2 separate regions of the Mus musculus genome follow, and region 1 is linked to region 2. Evidence: chromatin contacts called from public Micro-C data. All regions are on one chromosome and are shown on one strand. The core of a region is the stretch at or near the end of the contact, and the rest is flanking DNA. Distances in the headings are between cores, read along the strand shown.

What was found. A called contact is a pair of places that touch in the nucleus more often than the background predicts.
Region 1: a contact with region 2 is called in a Micro-C map of embryonic stem cells, with 12 times the contacts expected there. The contact joins the promoter of Dlx6 here to the promoter of Peg10 in region 2. A contact is called at or near these places in 2 of 484 Hi-C or Micro-C datasets (both in embryonic stem cells) and 1 of 115 datasets of contacts at active chromatin or transcription factors (astrocytes).

What each region holds. Positions count from the first base shown.
Region 1 is chr6:6,861,550-6,866,886 of GRCm38.p6, forward strand. It overlaps Dlx6 (distal-less homeobox 6), which reads left to right and starts at 1,785. Exons shown (of 4, transcript NM_010057.2): 1 at 1,785-2,278; 2 at 3,529-3,722. The coding sequence starts at 1,831. All of the region lies in intron 1 of Dlx6os1 (distal-less homeobox 6, opposite strand 1), which reads right to left. It overlaps Dlx6os2 (distal-less homeobox 6, opposite strand 2), which reads right to left and starts at 3,601. Exons shown (of 1, transcript NR_002839.2): 1 at 2,248-3,601.
Region 2 is chr6:4,745,347-4,750,603 of GRCm38.p6, forward strand. Peg10 (paternally expressed 10) reads left to right here and starts at 1,960. Exons shown (of 2, transcript NM_130877.2): 1 at 1,960-2,232. Sgce (sarcoglycan, epsilon) reads right to left here and starts at 1,858. Exons shown (of 11, transcript NM_011360.3): 1 at 1,634-1,858. The coding sequence starts at 1,742.

The DNA of each region.
Region 1 (5,337 bases), core at 535-3,034, 2.1 Mb after region 2:
GCCTGAGCTCCGCTGTCCCTGCTCCGCAGCTTGGACCAAGTGAGTCTGGAGACCCGAGGGAGAGAGGCTAGATCCGTAGCACTGAGCTGCTCCAAACTTAATGTCTTTCCCCAGTCCATCTTTGAAACAGAAGTGGTTCTACCACCTGGATGTGCGGATATAAACCCCCTTGCAAATAATAAATGGATTAATAATAACAAGGTATGAAGTTCTTTTTATAGAAAAAAAGGAGAGAATTGAAACTAAATGCGGCAGTTAGACAACCATTTTGATAAGAGGATAATTGAAGCGACACTGGTGTATAATTAGAGGATAATTTATGCTATATCCACTTTTATTCCACCTCCCAAAATAAACCCAGTCCATAATCATTACAGGCAAATTGTTCTGAATTTTATAGCAGCAATTTGAACAAAGTACTGCAGTTAATCATGGGAGATTTTTGTGTATTCCTGATTAGAACTCTAATTGCCTCCTTCCAGAAAGTAAAAATAACTGTAAAACGACTCTATTTTTATCATTAACAATGTTGACAATAAAATAAAATCAATTGGAATTGTAATCGAGAGACAAATTTAGGACGAAGGCACTTTTACTTGGGTAGTTTATATTGTAATCAAGATTTGCCAAACCACTAACCGCATGTATCATTTGCATATATTTGAAAGCATTACAGTAGCTTCTGTTTTCAATAGGAAGAAAATGCATTCCTGTCAGCCCTCCAACGACTCTCGCTTTCAGAGCAGGCTGCTGCGTTCTGGGGGTAGTTGGTATTCCTCCTCTGTTGAGGGGGGGGGGGTCAATATATAGGAACTAGGGCCGAAAACAACAGGAATCTCAACAGAGCAGGGTCTGATTTTTCTTTCTTTACTATCCCCGACCCTTGCCATGAGTTGGAGCCCAGATATAGAGGTTTTTCTTCCATCAATGGCATTAATAAAGTACTTCTGGAAAAACCCACAGTGCAAAAGTGCTCCCTTGGGAGTAGAGTTGGGGTCCTGAGGGAGGGGGAAAGTCAAGTGAAGGGGGGGGGATCTGGTTTTAAATGCTAGGGCCACTGCTTCTGAACACAGGCAACCTGAAAGGGTGCAAATGAATTGAAAGCGATCAGCCTCCAGCCAGGCTATTCCGAGTCTCCAAGCCTGGAAACAAGGGCTTGGAGCAGGGTTGGAGCTTCGACAGGATGCGTCTGCAGCCTACCGGGCGCCTCCCTCCACCGCTGCTCCCCTTTAGCTCCGGGCGGCCCCAGGTTGCACCTCTGGGCTGAGCTTGTAGTTAGTTGCTTAAGGTAGGCGAAGAACTCCACAAGCAGCGCACACGCCAGTAGAAGCGGTGCGCCTGTGACGTCAGGGGGCGACTGACCAATAGGAAGGCGCTGCCCTTTGGAGACAAACCATTCGACTCGTGGCGTCTGCATCAAGTCTGAAAGCAGACGCGCAACTTTCGCAGAATCCACCTTAAAATCTCTGCTTTAAACTGCACCAGCCCCCAAAAATCCAAGGGGGGAAAAGCAAGGGGGGGGAGAAGAGAGCAGATTCCCCCTCCCCCCTCTCCTCTCCCATCCCTCCCCCTTCCTCCTCCCTTTGGGTTAACAAGGCCCTGCTCACTATATCTCTTTATATTAAATATATATATGTATATATTAGAGAAGAGTGAGGAAGAGAACCACCTCTGCCCCCTCCTTTAAATTTTTTTTTATTTTTTATTTTTTTTATTTTTTTGCAAGGATCCCGGGAGCTAAGGTGGCTGCAAAGGGGAGAGCGGTGCGAGCCAAGTGGGGGAGGGTGAAAGAAACCCGGGAGAAGGCTTTCTCCAGCCCCCAAAGTTTTGATGATGACCATGACTACGATGGCTGACGGCTTGGAAGGCCAGGACTCGTCCAAATCCGCCTTCATGGAGTTCGGGCAGCAGCAACAGCAGCAGCAGCAACAACAGCAGCAGCAACAGCAGCAGCAGCAGCAGCAACAGCAGCCGCCGCCGCCGCCACCGCCGCCGCCGCCGCAGCCGCACTCGCAGCAGACCTCCCCGGCCATGGCAGGCGCACATTACCCTCTGCACTGCTTGCACTCGGCCGCGGCGGCGGCGGCGGCGGCCGGCTCCCACCATCACCACCACCAGCACCACCACCACGGCTCGCCCTACGCGTCGAGCGGAGGCAACTCCTACAACCACCGATCGCTCGCCGCCTACCCCTACATGAGCCACTCGCAGCACAGCCCTTACCTCCAGTCCTACCACAACAGCAGCGCGGCCGCCCAGACGCGCGGGGACGACACAGGTGAGAGGCCGCTTAGGCAGCTAGCTTCGCCCGCCTCCCCACTGCCTCCGACCCCTCCCGCCCCGCTCACTTCCTCCACGCCGGGGCCTCCGCCGGCCCCCTCCTGCGGGCGGCCCCGTGCGCCCCCAGTCGGGCCCCGTGGGCTCCCGATCGCCTGGCGCCTGCCTGCCGGCCTCTCCCTGCCCGGCCCCTTCCCGCCGCCGTGGACCCCCGGCTGGCTCACCCCGAGGCCCGCTGGCTCCTCCGCCTCCTGCTTGTGGTTCCCATTGAGCCTCCAGGCTGTGCCCTAGCCTGGCTCTACGGTCCCCACTGCGCCCTCCAGCCCACCAGGTCTGTGTGCCCTCTACCTTGTCCCTTCCCTCTCTGCTGGGACCCGCATTTATCAGAACTGGAGACAATTCTGGGCCAGGACTGAAGGGCTAGTTAAGGCTTCCCATCTCAACGCTGGGAGAGCGGTGGCCTACTTTGCCTGGGGCACTTGGTGCCCCTTGGTGACTTGGAACGAAGCTGTTGCAGCCGATAGATACTAGTGACATTGGGTTTTGTCTTTTGTTTTTGTTTTGCTTTTAAAATCTTCCCTCGTGGGCTTTGAGGTGTCCCCCCCACGTCCCCAGACCTGGCTCCCTCTCTCTGGGTTTTCAGTAGTACTTTGGCTGCTCCTTTGTTCTTGGAAGTGAAGCAGAGGGCCTGGGGTTGATAGCTCTCCGTTGTCCAGAGAGTCTCAGCCTGCTCTGGAGCTGCTCTGAGCTCCTGGTTGTGTTCTGTGTCTGGGCTTTGATACACGCGAGCAGAATCATTTCAAACATACAGAAGGGACTTAAAGCACTAAGCTTGCAGCTGGGTGACACAAAACTAACTGGTCACATAAACAACCGGGTGGTTCTGGTATAGCTTTAGGCGTTGGGAAAAGCCAGGCCAAGAAACCGCTCTCGGGCCCAGAGAAGAGAAGCCTTACAGCGCCACGGACTTCGGAAAGCGGCCTGCGCTGTCTCCGCTGTTGCGGAGCGTCTCTTTTATGCCCCGGGCTTCCTAGATTCGATCCACTATCATAATGCATTGTTAGTGTTGGAGACACGGTCGGAGGGAAGCTTTCACAGCCTCTGGGGGCACGTGCCCACAGTGGTATAGCGGGGATATTACGAGGAACTCTTTTTAAACTTGGGAGAAACTCCTTGCCAGCCTTGTCACATGAAGGGAGAAGGCAGTAGTGGCCTCGCGGGTGACCACTCCTCTGTGTCATTTGCTTACAGATCAACAAAAAACGACAGTGATCGAAAACGGGGAAATCAGGTTCAACGGAAAGGGGAAAAAGATTCGGAAGCCTCGGACCATTTATTCCAGCCTGCAGCTCCAGGCTTTAAACCATCGCTTTCAGCAGACTCAATACCTGGCCCTTCCCGAGAGAGCCGAACTGGCTGCTTCCTTAGGACTGACACAAACACAGGTAATTCCCGGGAAGCCCAAGTACCCCTGAAATGCTGGCCCTGCTTGATAACCGTGCAGAGAGCATACCAGGAGGAATTCTTGGCCTAGTCAACCAAGGATGGAAGGAGCTAAATGACAAATGCCCGTGCTCCAGTTGTGCACTTTCCTGGGATCACACAGTTTGGAACAAATGACATGGTATTGAATACTGAATTGGATTTGCATATACACCAACCCTCTGCGACCCCAGCTGAGCCTAGGATCTTTTGGTGAACAAATTCAATCAAATCTTATTCCAGAGCAGAATAACACGAAGTAGAACAAGTGTGTGTGTGTGTATGTGTGTGTGTGTGTGTGTAGTATCCAGCTAAGAAGCAAAATAAGGCCTTTCTTAAGGACCCTTTAGTGACCCTTAGGAATTAATATTAATTTCAACTCATTGTCATAGGAAGGAAACTTATGAGCTGAGACCAGGAGCAAAAGTTAGACTCTAGCAGCTTAATAAAGACATCCATGTGTAAGCCATTCACTCCGGGATGGGTAAGACAGGACTTTCTGAAGATTGCATTAAGCTCTGTAGTTGAATCATTCTGGTACCAAATAGTGCAGGCTGAGGTACCTCCCTGGAGCACAGAACTTGACAGAATTGAGAAACAAAGAGAATGTTCCCCAAATCACGGCCTGGGACACCACAGATAATAAACAGTCCTGCTGACCTGAAAAGTATACTGGACATTTCAGATTTCACAGAAAGGGGCCCATAGGTGAGTATATCAGCCTGCACTCAAAAGCCAGCAGTCAAGAGAACTGCACGGGATGCTAAGGCCTCTTCTGATGGGCATCATCTTCATCCAGCAAGGGTCTAATAAGACAGTAGCCAAGACCTTACAGAATGGTGTCTTCAGGCCGCGTCCCTGAACTCTTCTCACTTACCCTGGTTTCTACTGCATGTTGCCACTGAAAATGTATGAGGTTTGCTATGAAAGGGCTCTAGATGCTCCGTGACTCGTATTCTTGGGAAAATAGATTCTGGAATTGTAAAGGTAATGCTACATTGTAGGTTTCCTTTCATCTAGAGATTTGGGTTGTTGACTTAAATAAGCTGCCAACTTAGATTCCTGATTCTGTAGTTGTCAGAAGCCTTTTGACTTTTAGTAGCTACCCCAACAATCATGTGATGATTGATGACTTCTGTTTGCTTAAGCAACATAGGAGGTAGATAGTGGGGGTTGATGCATTTCTTAATCCTTGCAGGACTGGAGAAAGAGATCCCAGGCATATGCCATGGTGTGTGCACGATGTGCATAAGTATGTTCAAGGTATTTTGCTATGAACATACAACCTTTAATCAATTCATAATCGTTTACTACTTGATATGCATAGCATAATAAATGTGGGGGGTTGGTGAATATAAAAAATGGAATAGACCAAAGGAGGTAAATTTAGTTGTACAATTGTGAGCCAAACTCTATTTCACTTAAAAGTCCTTTGTAAAATTTTGGGTCCACTGATCTCATTTTATTTCTTTCTAATTTTATGCTGTTACTTTAAAAACCCCAGGCTATAGGATTAAATCCAGGAATCACAATAAGACATCTAGTAGGCCTAGAGTGAAGGGATGGAGATGGTTTGAA
Region 2 (5,257 bases), core at 710-3,209:
CCCGCAGTCACCGGAACAGGGACTGTTAAATAAACATTGTTTTAAAATCCTGGAATCAGTCTGTCTTGCAGAAAAGGATAAACACTTTTAAATTAAAAGTAATGATTATGTTCGCCCAATTTCCTAGATAAATGTCCTTTGCTCTTGGAAATCTGCACTTATTTATTTCTGGAGGTCAACATTTAATTTCTAATAAGTAGATTCCCAGGAAATGAATGAGTTTTGCTTAGTGCTAAAAAGCTTAATGCTTTGTACAGCGCAGGGTCCTGTCGTTCACAATGGGTCAAAGTCTTGTTTTTCCTTTAAGGAAAAAAAATGCTGCAGAAGTATTGCTGAAATATGCTCAGTTTTAGTCTTTAAAAAACAAATATGTTTCATCTGTGATTTATAAATCTAACTCAGTTGTAGACAATTTGATTTTCCTTTTAACCTTAACTTTTTTGACAAAGATTAGCAACAGATTGTTAATTTTCTCAGCACCTAAGACTTTGAGCAGCTTAGGTGGGAATCCGAATTAAGGTTTTATTTAACATCCTTTCCCAGTCAGTATTTGAATGCCTTGTTCCTTTGCAAATTTCTCTAACAAAACAACAACAACAAACAAACAAACAAAAAAAATTTACAGGTTTATGTTTCAAGCCAAGGAAATGCTTGGAGCTGAGTCTCGGTGACCTGTTTCAAAGGTTTGAACCTACAGTTACTGCTCCCCAAAACATTCATTCACCCACAAGATTTAGAAACATAAAACGGCGCGGGGTGGGGGGGGAAGCTGAGGTCTCCGTGTAAACCTCACAAAGTCCGTAGCTGAAGGCTTCCAAAGCCCGCCAAGAACATTGGAAGCATCCACAGCTGTTTTCAATTGTTCTTGCTTTCCCTTCGTAACGTATTTAGTAGGGCAATGGGTGCTGTTTGCAGCATCTCTGGCCCCCAGCCATGGTTGACCCTGACCTGCACACCGCCGTTTGGCTCCCAGAATTTCATGATCCTGCTTCCGTGTTCGGTAAAACCTAAGGAAAAATCAGGTTCGCGCCACCAGGAAATATGCTTTAAAAAAAAAAAAAAAAAAAAAGCGCGCGGGGGGGGGGGGGCTTCGATCTTTTAAATGTCACATTTTGGTGGTCTTTTTCTCTCTCAACCAGATCCCAGAAAATGAGAAAAGATGTACATCTTTGTGTAAGAGAGAAAGCAGCTGGCCAGACATGTCCTTTGGTTCACATCTAGGCCAGGGAGTCTCAATTGTGGGATAAAACCCCCATCCCCACCCCGAGGGGCAACGACCCCCCAAGTCTGTTTCAGGGATCAGAAGATGTCCACCACTAGGCTGGGGGGGCGAGGAGGGGCGCCCTTCTTAATGGAAACTGGAGCTGAATTCCTGCCCTGCTGGACAGGGAGGGGCCGTGGGGGTGCAGAGAGAAAGAGAAGGCCAGGGGTCAAGCCTGGGGAGGGACCCACTTGGCCCAAAAGGTGGGCTGCAGGGTGTCCTGAAAGAGGGGTGCTGTGAGGGGGAGGCATTGGGCATAGAGCGGGACTAGCACCCTTTGGGCACGCCCTGGTACCCCGGAACCCGAGTGGGGGAGTGTGAGGCGGCGGCCTGTGGGCCCCTGAACCTCCATGTCGCGCGCAGGCCACTAACCTGTCAGTAAGAATGTGCCAGTGGTCGCGGGGCTCATCTTGAGTGTCCCCCGACCCTTTCCCGTCCAAGCACAAGGGTCTCCCAGCTCCCACCACCAGAATAATAGCATTCTTGGCCTGCCTAAGCCAACCGTCCTCGATCCTCCCCTCCCCTCCCTTTCTTTTTTTCCTCCCAGCTTGGCCAGTTCAGCATCGCGCACCCCCCCTTCCTGAGCCCATGCTGCCCCTAGCGGCGGGCCAAAGCAGTGCATGCCGCGCCCCCACCCCATCCCCCAAGGCGCCCGCCCACGCGCCCCCCTCCGCCCCCGCTGCTCGCGAAGCACGCTGGGATTTGGCGCCCCCCCTCCTAGGATCTCTCTATATAAGGCAAGCAGTCCGGACTCCCGATACACGCGTTTCCAACTTGAGTTGGTGTGTGTCGAAGAATCCTGACCAACTACGACCTGGGGAGAGCAGCCAACCGAGAAGGTCCACCGAGCCTCGCCTAGGTCTGCTGCGCGGGCTGCGGTCCGGAGCCTTCTCCGGACCGCGGTCACCCAGTGGACCGGGCCGTCGCGGGACCCCTCATCCTTCGTGGCATCGCAGAGGAATCCTCGTGTGGTGAGTATGGTTAGGATTTTTTTTTTTTTTTTAACTCCAAGAAAACGGTCACACGCAATCCCCGTTTTACATCGGGAGCTGCGGGAGATAAAAGTAGCGCCCCCCAAAATATCTCCTCGCAAATTTTGTCAAGCCTTCAGTGGCCAGATCCTGAGACGAGAGCGTGGAAAGCAAGTCTTCACGGCTTCGGGTCCGCGAATTCGGTTTCCACGACTCGCGTCCAGAAATGGTCGGTAGACACATGAGCTGCGGACAGCGATGAGCTGCAGACGCACATGAGCTACTGACCGAATTGTGATGAGCTCCCCAAATACGCTGCAAAGTGACTGGCTCTGCACTCTTAAGTGCCGCGCTACGAACGGATTGCACTGCAGACGGCCGCGTCTTGCGCTGTGATAAACTAACGGGCGCTTCATGCGCTACAAAATCCTAATAGGCGCTTCATGCGCTACAAAATACTCATAGGCGCTTCATGCGCTACAAAATACTCATAGGCGCTTCATGCGCTACAAAATACTCATAGGCGCTTCATGCGCTACAAAATACTCATAGGCACTTCACACGCTACGAACTGATGGGCGCTTCATGCGCTTCGCTGTACTAATGGGCGCTTCATGTGCTACGATGTACTAATGAGCGCTTAATGCGCTTCGCTGTACTAATGGGCGCGCCATGCGCTTCACTGTACTAATGGGCGCTTCATGCGCTTCAGCGTACGAACGAGCAAATGAAACGGGCGAACAGGCGAACCTGTGAACGGGGCGAACGGGGCGCTTCATGCGCCACAAACCAGCCCGAACTACGGTGATACCCAAAACCGATTCGTGTTTCACGTATTCAATTTGGAAAGCTGCAGGAGAGTAACCAAACGCAAAAGCGCAACAAGAGTGAATTTAGAAAATGCGCTACAAACTGCGGCACAGGCATAAGACCTGCAGCCTCTTAAGTGACACAGAAAGTAGCGTTGGGAAGACGAGAGAACGTATCTCTCCTTGGTGAGGGGACAACACAGTTCACCTTTCGGGTCAAAACTGGCTCCGTTTTCCTGTCGGACGGCTATCTGCATGATGGTGGTGGTGCTGGTGGTAAACAAAATGGAGCCCTGGGAGGCCAAAATTGGTTTTAACATTCTGCCCACGTAACTCCTGCTTATGGCAGTGGAGTGGAGGGGTGCTGGATTTTGGAGATGGCGGAATGGCCTGCCTTGTCTAGTGGTGATTGATTGAGGTGACGGTGACGGTGCACTGGACTTGGGGACACGAATGGGTGTCCAGCAACAGTTTGTGGAAACTGTCCGGTTTTCTGGGTGGGCACGAAGCCAAGGTGGGAGGTGGGAGATGATGGGAGGTGGGAGATGATGGGAGGTGGGAGATGATGGGACGGTGGGAGGTGGGGGATTCACTCTTGCTGCACGGAAGGGATCTGGTGGTTGGGAGCTGGTGGGAGGGGTCTGGGGAGGTAGGGGGGCGGGGGGAGGCATGCAGTCATTCTGCAGCCCTGTTGTAGCCAGTCTCAGACCTGCCCCGCCCATCTAGCCTTGCCTCATCTGCAGAGAGGCCGCGCGCCTCGCCTGTCGCGCGCTTTTCCAGAACATGCTTCCACAGGCCCAACCTCCCAAGTGCTGACGCCTTAGAGCCAGCCTACCTGGTCCCCACCCCCAAGGCCCGCCTCCTCTGAGGTGGCCTGCCTAGCCCCCGCCCCCAAGGCCCCGCCTCTCTTACTGTTCAGCTCCTCCCAGAGCTCCTCCAAGGTGGCCCAGAGCCCCGCCTTCCCCCAGCCTGCTTGCGCCTGCGCAATGCGGGCTGCAACCCCTCCCTTCAGGTTTGCCTCCAGTGCGCATGTGCGCCTCTGCCTGTCTGAGCCTGGCTGCACAGCCCCGCCTCCCTGCGGTTTCTCTGTTGCGCGGTTTTATTTTTTGTCCACAGGTGTCTAGTAAATAGAAGAATAATAAGAATAATTAACAACAATAATAATAAGTATACCTAACATGCATAAGCACTTTTAATAAGTGCATTGCATTATTAAATAAAAAGATCCCACAATTAAAACTCCTGATAGTGGGGGATATGGGAACTTTTAAAAAGGCCTAACTGATGCCTTGAAGCAATGAAGGCAATTACTTATTTTAAATTAAAAATTAAATTTAAAAATATTTTCATATTTAATTATTTGATCAAGACACCATTGGACTTCCTGGAATTAAATGCTTTGGAAAATACAAAGCCAGAGGTGACTAGCACTGTGTTTCTTAGGAGTTTTCAGGGGCTTTAGTGTCATGGCTTGGCTTCTGAGAGAGATGTTTGTTAGAATAGAAAAGGTTTGTCATTGTTGTTGTTGTTGTTTTTGTTATTTCTTAAACATTCTAGGTGATTAGCCCTGGCTGACCTGCCTACATATAGTAAAGTGTGCTTGGCACATAGTAAGGATTTATTAAATGTGTGTTAAATGGCCAGAATAAATTAATTATTCATTGTCTTGCTGCGGGACTTCAAGTTTTTTGAAATTTTGTTCCTTTTTCTTAAGGAGCTTTGCTGTCCTGAGTTGAGTTGCTGGCCCTTTTGAAAACACATTTAAAAGTTTCTTTTTAAAAAAGTATGGTTTTGAACTTCAGTATTGTAAGCTGTAATTATAATATGAACCAACTAAATTATATTCCAAATAACTAGCTTTTTTCATAAAAAGCTAATTATTTGTTATCCCAAGTAATTAGCTTTTTTCATAAAAAGCTAATTATTTGGTGTCCCAAGTAATTAGCTTTTTTCATAAAAAGCTAATTTAAATTTGGGGCAAGTGGGTTATTAATGCTACATATTGACATTTCAAATTCATGTGATATAACAGGGTGGTTACATTGCAGGACAGAAATGGTTACAACTGGCTTAATTAAACATCTGTGTAATTTACAGAGAAGCCAAATAGAAATGTTTCTAAATTAATGAAGAAATTAAAAAAAAAAAATCTGGTTCCATATTATTTACTATGAGCCAGAGTTTTGTTAAAGAGAGAAATAGGGGGCTTTTGCTCC